Regions from separate parts of the Pelodiscus sinensis genome. Here region 1 is linked to region 2. Evidence: chromatin contacts called from public Hi-C data. All regions are on one chromosome and are shown on one strand. The core of a region is the stretch at or near the end of the contact, and the rest is flanking DNA. Distances in the headings are between cores, read along the strand shown.

Evidence for each region. Hi-C and Micro-C count contacts between places; a contact is called where the count stands out from the background.
Region 1: a contact with region 2 is called in a Hi-C map of liver, with 3 times the contacts expected there. The contact joins the promoter of ETV7 here to the promoter of CDKN1A in region 2. A contact is called at or near these places in 3 of 5 Hi-C or Micro-C datasets (blood, liver and an unstated tissue).

What each region holds. Positions count from the first base shown.
Region 1 is chr27:17,283,743-17,288,431 of ASM4963464v1, forward strand. It overlaps ETV7 (ETS variant transcription factor 7), which reads left to right and starts at 1,321. Exons shown (of 8, transcript XM_075909968.1): 1 at 1,321-1,675; 2 at 2,462-2,515. The coding sequence starts at 1,670.
Region 2 is chr27:17,147,560-17,152,379 of ASM4963464v1, forward strand. It overlaps CDKN1A (cyclin dependent kinase inhibitor 1A), which reads right to left and starts at 2,352. Exons shown (of 3, transcript XM_006125292.4): 1 at 2,265-2,352.

The sequences.
Region 1 (4,689 bases), core at 71-2,570, 140 kb after region 2:
GCACAAGAAAGGCCATTCTTGCACAAAAAGCCTGCAGTATAGACGCAGCCTTGTGTCTTGTCTTACTGCCAGCTGGGACATCTCATACTGGGCATGGTTAAGCCAAGGCCTGTGGCTCATGCACCAGGTTTCCCCCTCTCCCTGGCTGCAGAGTGTTGGGCTAGTCATTTAGGCAACAGGTTTTAGGGCTCATCCCTAATTTCTGGTGCCCAAACTCAACAGGGAGAAGTGGGGCCCACCCACAGCCCTGCGTGGGGAGTGTAGGTACGTAGCACCTCTGAAAATGAGGCCTGGGCTATCGCAGTGTGCGCACCTCAAAACCAGCCACCCCACCCTCACCTGCCCCTCTGCCAAGCGGGGACAAAACCTAGTTACCTGTCGCACAGGCATCTTACAGGGAATGGCGCAGGGCTGTGTGGGTTGGTTCTGGGTAAGCTGAGTGCAAAGGTCAAACAGCTGAATGCGCAGTGATCGTACCCTGTAAAACACATGGAGATGCTAAGGGAAACAGTCTACAGGCCAGATTACACAGGACTCTCCCCCAAACTGGGAAATAAAGGGAGATTCTTTGGCACAGATTCATTGTTTACTGCATGCTAGAAAGACCTTGTGAGACATTCTGCCCCCCCCCAGTTTATAATATTTACTGAGCTGCAAAATATGGCTACTGAGAACATTACAATTGCTCCAGCTAGAAATCAGATCCTGCTTCTCACAACCATATATACCAAAGGATACAAAAAAAAAAAAAAAAAGTGAACACATATGAAAAGGACAAATCTAATTTCAGAACAGAAGGAGGGTGGGGGGAAGGGGGGAGGTAAATGTCTGTGAGCTAATGACATTAGAGGTGATAATTGGGGAAGCTATCTTTGTAATGGGTGAGATAATTAGCGTCTTTATTCAAATTTGTGTGTAAAGTGTGGAATTTAAGCGTGAATGACAGTTCAGAGGATTCTCTTTCAAGTGCAGTCTTAAAAGGTCTTTGAAGCAGGATGCAGGTAATTAGGTCGTTGAGACAGTGTCCTTTCTGGTTGAAATGGCAAGAAACTGTTTTTTCTTTGTGATCCTGTCTGGTATCTGTTTTGTGGGCATTGATCCTTTGGCGAAGTGTCTGAGACGTTCCTCCACTAGTTCTACCACTAGGAACTGTAACTCCCTGCCGGTAAAATGCGGCCTGCAAGCTGCCACCCCTGAGGCCAAAGGCAGGTTCTGGGAGCGGCTAGCAGTATAGGCACCATGACACACCGCGCAGCGCTTCTGCTGTCACCCTGCAGGGGGCAGCGAGCCGGCCAGCCCGCGGGATGCAGGATGCGGGAGCCGTGCAAGGCCAGCGGGGCTGGGCGCTGCGGGCTGCAAGCGGACACCCGAGCGCCCGGCACCCGCCTGCCCCGAGCCGGGGCGCCCTGCAGTGGCCGGGGCATTGGCGCTGCCTGCCCTGGACACACGCCAGCCCGGCGGGGCGGCCGGCGAGGGGGCCCCGGGCCCGGCGCCTGCTCCTCTCAGATCCGCCTCGTTTCGTTTTCGTTTCCCGGAAGGATCAGCCCAGCGCCCGCTCTCTGCTGTGCGCGCCGGGCTCGGGGCAGGGCTCGGATCGCTCCGGCCGGGCGAGGGGCGCCGGGGGACGCTGCGGGGAGCGGCCGGAGCTGCACCGCCCCCTCCACCTGGCATGCAGGTAAGAGCCGAGCCGCTTTCCTGCCCCCCAGCCTCCCCCCGCCCCCTGACTCTCACCCCGCAACCGGCCCCTCGCCCTCCGCACAGCCCTGCTCCCCCCCGCAACCAGCCCCTCGCCCTCCGCACAGCCCTGCTCCCCCCCGCAACCAGCCCCTCGCCCTCCGCACAGCCCTGCTCCCCCCGCAACCAGCCCCTCGCCCTCCGCACAGCCCTGCTCCCCCCCGCAACCAGCCCCTCGCCCTCCGCACAGCCCTGCTCCCCCCAGCAACCAGCCCCCCTTTTCAGACTCTTCCCCTCCTGCACCCACACAGCCTCTAGCGCTCCGTGCCCCCCAGCGCAGCCCCCCCCCCCACTCTCAATCTGGCTGAGGCGTTGGATCCCCTGGAAACATCGTGATCCTCCCCGCTGTGTCAACACGAGGCTGCAATTCACACACCCTGGAATTCCCCTTCCTTCCTTGGGACAGGTCAGAAGGGGAAAGAGGACAAGGGGCGAACGCGGCTATGCAGAGCCCGGGCCAATCACACACTAGCTTATTGTTTGCCATCTGCATAATTGGATGCGTTTCACCCCTGAAGGAGCTGCCAAATACCCCCTGACTTAGGTTTTATGAAGTTTTCCAGCAAGTCTCTACAGACTCCTGAAGAGAACCCTTGAGAACCAAAGAAATAAAATAACCCAACAGCCTGGGACTCGAACTGTGTGAAGAGGAGAAAATAAAGCAAATAATTAAGAGCACTTTTCCTGCCTCCCAAGAATACCTGTAAACTGGATTTTTGTTTTCAAGGGTAAATCTAGCTGCCATAGTGTTGAGCGAGGGGAAAAAACACAAAGCCAGAAAGTAAGTGTCTTTTCAGAAGAGTGACATATAATGTACCCTGCTAACCTCTTTCACTTTTATTTTCCCCATTGCCTATTGCTTAGAATGAATCTGAAACACACTTCATGTTTCACAAAGAATGAAAAAGTTCATGCTGGATTGCCTCCGTGTAATGAATATAGTCTGAGCTTTTTTTTGGTGTGTGGGGGTGGAAAGAAAAGCCGATAGTAGTATTTACTGCCAACAGGGGCGGCCCTAGACTAGCAACTGGCGCCCTAGGCGAACCATGCAATTGGCGCCCCCACCTCCAAACCCCTCAATGATATTGCGCCACCATTTGGTGCCCCGTTTAACTTGGCACCCGCCTAGGCGACTGCCAATAAAGCTAATAACAGACCTGCTGAAAAAAGTGCAGAGATTAATTTTTGAAGGATCCAGATAAGCATTAAAGCATTTTTGGAAGGCTTTCTTCCTGGTCTGGACACAATTAACACTATGTAGACAGATGTCTTTAATGTGTAAAGGAAGAGACTTGCTACTTTCATGTTACACCCCCATGTCATACATGGAAATAGCGTCTCCTACTGCAGTTATAGATTGCTGCTCAAATGGAACAGCTACTTTGGGGAGCCCAGGAAAGACGACCCTGTATTCACATGCTCCATTCATTCTGGCTGAGGCCAGGTTCATGTTTTTGGGCTTAACCCAAGTGACACATTTTTCAAGGGGATATTATTAAGGGTGCAAGAGCACACTATTCCACTGCGCAGGAAAGATGGGGAGTCTGGCAACAGACCACCTTGGCTTAACCAGGGGCTCTTGAATGATCTACAAGAAAAAAGGAGCCCTATAAAAAGTGGAAATTAGGTCAAAGTACAAAGGATGAATGTAAGCAAATAAGTGTGCAGGGGCAAGATTAGAAAGGCAAAGGCACAAAACAAGCTCAGTCTAGTTTAGAGACATAAAGAAGGGTAACAAAAAAAAAGTTTCCATAAATATATTAGAAGCAAGAGGAAGCCCAAGGACAGGGTAGGCCCACTGCTCAGTGAAGAGGGGAAAACAATAACAGAAATTGTGGAAATGGAAGAGGTGCGTAACAACTTCCTTTGTGTCGGTTGTCACCAAGAAGGCTGGTGGTGATTGGATGCCTACAATAGTGAATTCTGACGAAAAGGAGGCAGGTTCAGAAGTTAAGATAGGAAAAGAACAGGTTAAAAATGACTTAGAAAAGTGAGATGTCTTCAAGTCACGACAGCCTGATGAAATGCATCCTAGAATACTCAAGGAGCTGACAGAGCAGGTATCTGCGCCTTTAGCTATCGTCTTTGAAATGTCCTGGAGAGATTCCAGAGGACTGGAAAAGGGCAATATAGTGCCCATTTATAAAAAGGGAAATAAGAACAACCCAGGAAACTACAGACCAGTCGGTTTAACTTCTGTACCAGGAAAGATAATGGAGCAACTAATTAAGGAATCCACCTGCAAACCTCTGGAAGATAATAAGGTGATAAGTAACAGCCAGCTATTGACATGTCAAGAACAAATCTCAAATCAACCTGATGGATTTCTTTGCTAGGATAACAAGCCTTGTGGCTCAGGAGGAAGCAGCAGATGTGGTATACCTTAGGGGTGTAATAGTGCAGTCGATTAACCAATTAGCAAAAGCTTATAGGTTAATGCTATAGGCTACATGCATTTCCCCCTCCCCCCTCCAGTAGATTTTTTTAGCAGGCTGGCCAGCAGCCTGGCTCAGTTCGGGCGTGCGATGGGTCCGGGACCTACCCTACTGTGACTTTGCATTTAAAGTGTATTAGGAGCTGGGTGGGCAGGCAGCCTGGCTCAGTTCTAGCTTGCACCAGGTCCAGGAGCTCAGATCCCACTCCAGACGGGCTTCTGTCACCCCGCGCTGCTGCCTCTGTACCAGAAGCAGCTGCACAGGCGACAGGCAGGCAGTCCATGAGGGGAGCTGGTTTGAAACTGGCTCCCCTCGCAGACCAGCTCCCGCCTGGCACCCCCCTGCTGCCTCTGCTAGAGACAGAGCCGTGCGAGTGGCAGGGGCGCCTTGGGAGTGGGGCTGGAGCGTACCGGCTGCTGGTCCTGCCCTCAGGGACTACAACCTCAGCTCTTCAATGAACTGATACTTAACATCCCTAGTATAGCCAGACTTTGGCATTTGGTACAGTCGTCCATGCCCC
Region 2 (4,820 bases), core at 1,102-3,601:
ATCAGTCACACGCCAAGCGCGGAGAGCTTGCTGCCTGGGCAAATCTCCCTGCTGCCTCATTTGCCCCACAGGCCGAGCGGTGTGCGCGAGGAGCATAGGGGGCGATTTTGCTCCAGTACTGTTTGGGATTCTTTGAGGAACACACTGTGTTCCAGCTTCACTTCGGGATCTTCCACCCCTGGAGCCTGTTCCTAGCTCAGGAACCTGCTCCTGGTGAAGCTGGGCATCTTTACCAGTCCCTTGAGTGGATCACAGCATGATCTGGTTCAAGAGGCAGCTGGAGACTATGGCAAGAGAAAGGGACAGCAGGACTTCCACAGAGACTGGCTGGAGCTCAGTGCAGCCCCCTTCCTCTCCATACACCCAAGTCAGGGAAGGAAGTCACAAGGGACAGGTTTTAAAGTTCAGCCTTCTGCGGCCATGTACTCCAGGCATTGCAGTTTCTAGGCGAGGGAGGGAGGAAGTGGCTGGGGTCACTCGGCTGGACTGTCAGGCAGCGCAGCCTAGCAGGCAGTTGGAGCACTAGGAACTAGCCGGGTAAGCAATGAGCGGGGGCGGCGCAGGCATTTCAGTGCCCCACGTCCCCCACCAGGGGGTGTTTATCGCCCAGGACACTCCAGCCCGACAGAGGCGCCGGGATGCCCGTTCTCGTTCACACCAGAGGCAGGGGCTAGAGGAGTCACTCCGGACGCAGGGGGAAGCCACCCCGTGCGCCCAGCGACCCCTCCCGGGACATGCCGATGCCACACGCTTTCCCTGCCGAGAGGAGCCCGCTTGCATCATCTGGAGCAGCCTAGGCGCGGAGCCACTGCGCGTTTACACCTTCCAGCCCACCCTTCACGGATCCGGTCCCGCCCCTGGCTGCCAGCCCCCCCGCCCTGTCACCGCGGCCTCTCCCGAGCTACCTGCGGCAACTGCCCCCGGGGCTGTGCCTCGCCGGGGGCCCGCCACTGCCGCGGGGGGGGGAGGTGCCAGCAGTCAGCCCCGCATGAGCTCGGACCGGCACCGGGATCACGGCTCCTCCTGGTTGGCTGTGCCCGGCGCTTCGGGGAAGCCCAGCCCGGGGCGCGCCTGGCAGTGACTCCGGAGCCCTCGCAGCAGGGCCGGGCTCTTACCTCATAGCAAGTGTGACTAACGCCCCCCCCCCCCCCCCCCGCGGGGCATGCCCGGGCACCGCCCGCCCTGCCGGCCGCAGCGCCCCGCTCGGAGCCCCGACGCGCCCCAGCGCTCCCTGCAGACCCCAGCGGCGTTGCCTCGCCAGCGCTGGCCCTGCTCGTGCCGGCGGGGGGCGCCCCAGTCCCAGCCCTCGGGGCGGCGGCAGCCCAAACCCTGCAATAGGTTCCCGGCGCCGGATCAGGGTAGCGCCGGGATCTTCGCTCTCGCAGCCCCCGAGCGGGGGGGCCGGTCCCGGCAGGCTCCCCAGCCAGCGAAACCGAGAGCGCCAGAGCAGAGGGACTGGGAGAAATCCCCGGCCGCGCCCCGGGAAGTGCCGGGTGACCCCTCGGAGAGGGGCCGCGCTTAGCCTCAAGCGCCCCAGGGTGGGATCCCCGTTACGTGTCGGGAAGGGGGTGAGAGCGGTACCCCGCTCCGGTGTCTGGGGGCCAAAGAGCTGGAAAGACCCCTCCGCTCAACGGCGCGCCCCGGAAGAGCGAGGGTCGCTGATGGTGCGCGGAGCAGCCTTGCGGCGGGGAAGGGGACGGATTAACGGGGACAAAGACAGGATCCCCCCTGCCCTCTCACCTCGCCGGATTAACGGGGACAAAGACAGGATCCCCCCGCCCCCTCACCTCGCCGGATTAACGGGGACAAAGACAGGATCCCCCCGCCCCCTCACCTCGCCGGATTAACGGGGACAAAGACAGGATCCCCCCGCCCCCTCACCTCGCCGGATTAACGGGGACAAAGACAGGATCCCCCCCGCCCTCTCACCTCGCCGGATTAACGGGGACAAAGACAGGATCCCCCCTGCCCTCTCACCTCGCCGGATTAACGGGGACAAAGACAGGATCCCCCCGCCCTCTCACCTCGCCGGATTAACGGGGACAAAGACAGGATCCCCCCCGCCCCCTCACCTCGCCGGATTAACGGGGACAAAGACAGGATCCCCCCCGCCCTCTCACCTCGCCGGATTAACGGGGACAAAGACAGGATCCCCCCTGCCCTCTCACCTCGCCGGATTAACGGGGACAAAGACAGGATCCCCCCCGCCCTCTCACCTGGCCGGATTAACGGGGACAAAGACAGGATCCCCCCCGCCCTCTCACCTCGCCGCAGTCTCCCCGCCCTGCGCCTCTCCAAGCCGCTGCGCTCTACGCGCTGCGCCCTGCCAGCCTCCAGATAAGCAGGCACAGGGCTCCTCCCCCGTCCTCCCCACCTGCTCGCACAGCTGATTTCCCCCGCCCCCCGCAGCCAGTCCCAGGCGCTGCGACCAGCTCGGTAGCCCGGACTGGGGGCTCTGGTGATATGTGGCAGCCTGCGCTGCTGGGGGCTGAGCTAACCCCACGGCCCGGCCGCTGAGTACCACAGCTTGGATCAGCTGCCAGGAGGCGCCAGTGCAGCCGCTGCACTAGCTGAGAATCTCGGTCCCACGGCCAGCTCCCGGAACCAGCCAGTGTATCTGCGCCCCGACCCTTCCAGTCACCAGGATCGAAGTGGCTGCGGAGGAGCAGGTGAGGTCTCTCCTAATGTTACCGGCTTGGCACATCTGGCTAGAGGGTGGCTAGCCCGGTCCTGGATGAACTGTTAATGTTCAGATCTAGGCTTCATAGCTCACTGGTAGGAACTTCAGGGCATTTGCTCCTAGCTACTAGTATTGCCAGGGCCCTCCTTAGGGTTCATGGGGCCCTACGGTGTAATTACACTGGTGCCCCGGTGCCCCACGGGGTGAGTCTTTTATAATATTCAGCTACACACTAATGAAATATGATAAAGCAAATTTTAAACCCAGGTCCTGTGTACATTAGTGCTCAGTGCATTCAGAAACTGACAGTAGACCTGGGGTTGGCATATGCCTGGGACATGGCTTCATTTCCACCAGAATGGCTCTTGCACAGGATCAGTGTTCTGCTAATGGGACTGGCAGGCTTTGTCACTTGTCAGTTAACTAGATCCTCTGCTGAGGAAGCAGAGCCACAGAAGGGAATAGGAAGAGGTGGGTGAATGGACATTAAGATCCAGTGGTGCCCCAAATTTTTGGGTCCCCTATGCCAGTGTTTCTCAACAAGTGGTATGGGTACTTGAGAGAAGTCTGGGGGGTACTTCAACACAACTGAAATGTGGAGAACACTGAATTTTTGTTTTTTTACAGCGCTTTGTTTTTGTACTTTTTACACCCAAAAATTTTGTCTGCCCAGCTACAATGAAGTTGTTTAAACAAATGCGTTGCAATGGTAGAATAAAATTGTGTGTCTGAAAACTGTGGGTCCTGGGGTACTTTAATAAAAAAGGTTGAGAAACACTGCCCTACAATGCTGCGTATTCTGGGTATGGGTAAGGACAGCTGGGAGCACTGCCCTCTGACTTCCCAGGGGCTCCCGTGCTGCAAGATTTTGGTTTGGCTCAAGGCAGTCGAAAACTAACTCTCTCAATAGGGTTTCCATACCAGAGCAGACCCAATTCATTCCGTCCCGAGCTTCTGTAGCAGCTACCGTATCTGCTGCTTCAGAGCAAAACCAAAACACAACGACCTCCCCATGGCCCACAAGGGAATACAGGCAGCTAACTCACATGGCAGTGAATGGAAATTAAGCTCTTTAGTGCCCTGAGAAGATCAGAGCCTGCGCTCCTAAACAGTTACATAATTGTTGCATATAAGAGAGGAAAGACGGAGGGAGAAAGATTCCTTCCTGATCTCTTCTGTGACCAGTTTATATCCTGAAGTGTAAGATCTGCCTTCCCCTTATCTCAGGACTTGTCTGTACTGGGGTCACCGCATCACTGCAAACCTGTATAAAAGCAAGGCTAACTAACTCACTAGGGCAGGCGTGTCCAAAGTCCGGCCCGCGGGCCAATTGCGGCCCGTGTTCCGGTTTAATTTGGCAATATCCCCAGGTAATTTGGCAATATCTATCTTTTATGGCCCCCAACGAATCCATATGTATTGAGATGAATACATTGTAAAATCTCAGTTAATGTCAGTTGGTCTAAATCAGTTATAAATATATTTGGACACAATGTGTATACTTGGTGTTATGTTCCTGTTCATATTTTTTGAACTTAAAAGTTGACAGACAACCTTTATTACCAATAATATGTAATGTACTTTACAATGTTCCTGACATATATTTCAGCTTCCTGGATTTTTTTTTCATCTGGCCTTCAGATATGAAAGGCAGAGTGATTTAACACCTGTTTAGATTTGTCATCCATGTGACGAAATGAAAAGTATGCCGTGTGCAATAAACTTTGCATAAAATAGTTAATTTGCGTTTAATTTTAATGGTTCAAAGAATGTCAGGCAAAATGGTCGGCCCTCACGCATGTTCACTTCATCAAATCTGGCCCTCGTTGAAAAAAGTTTGGACACCCCTGCTCTAGGGCAACGAAGTTTTACACCCAAGCCCTGTCTGCATTGGTGGCTTGCCATGGTACAGCTCCAGCTGAGGCTGGGTGTGTTTCACATCTATTTGGGAGGCTCTTTTGGATCAGAAATATACGTGCTAAATAAAGCATCTAATCTTCTGTTTCCAGGGTGCTTGCTGAACGTTCAGCACCTCCGATTGTTGCTGTTTTGGATTTAACCCCTTCCACAATGCAGAGTGGCACATTTCAGGCTGGCCTGCTCTCTCAGATAATATGTCTGGGCATGTTCTGTTGGAGAC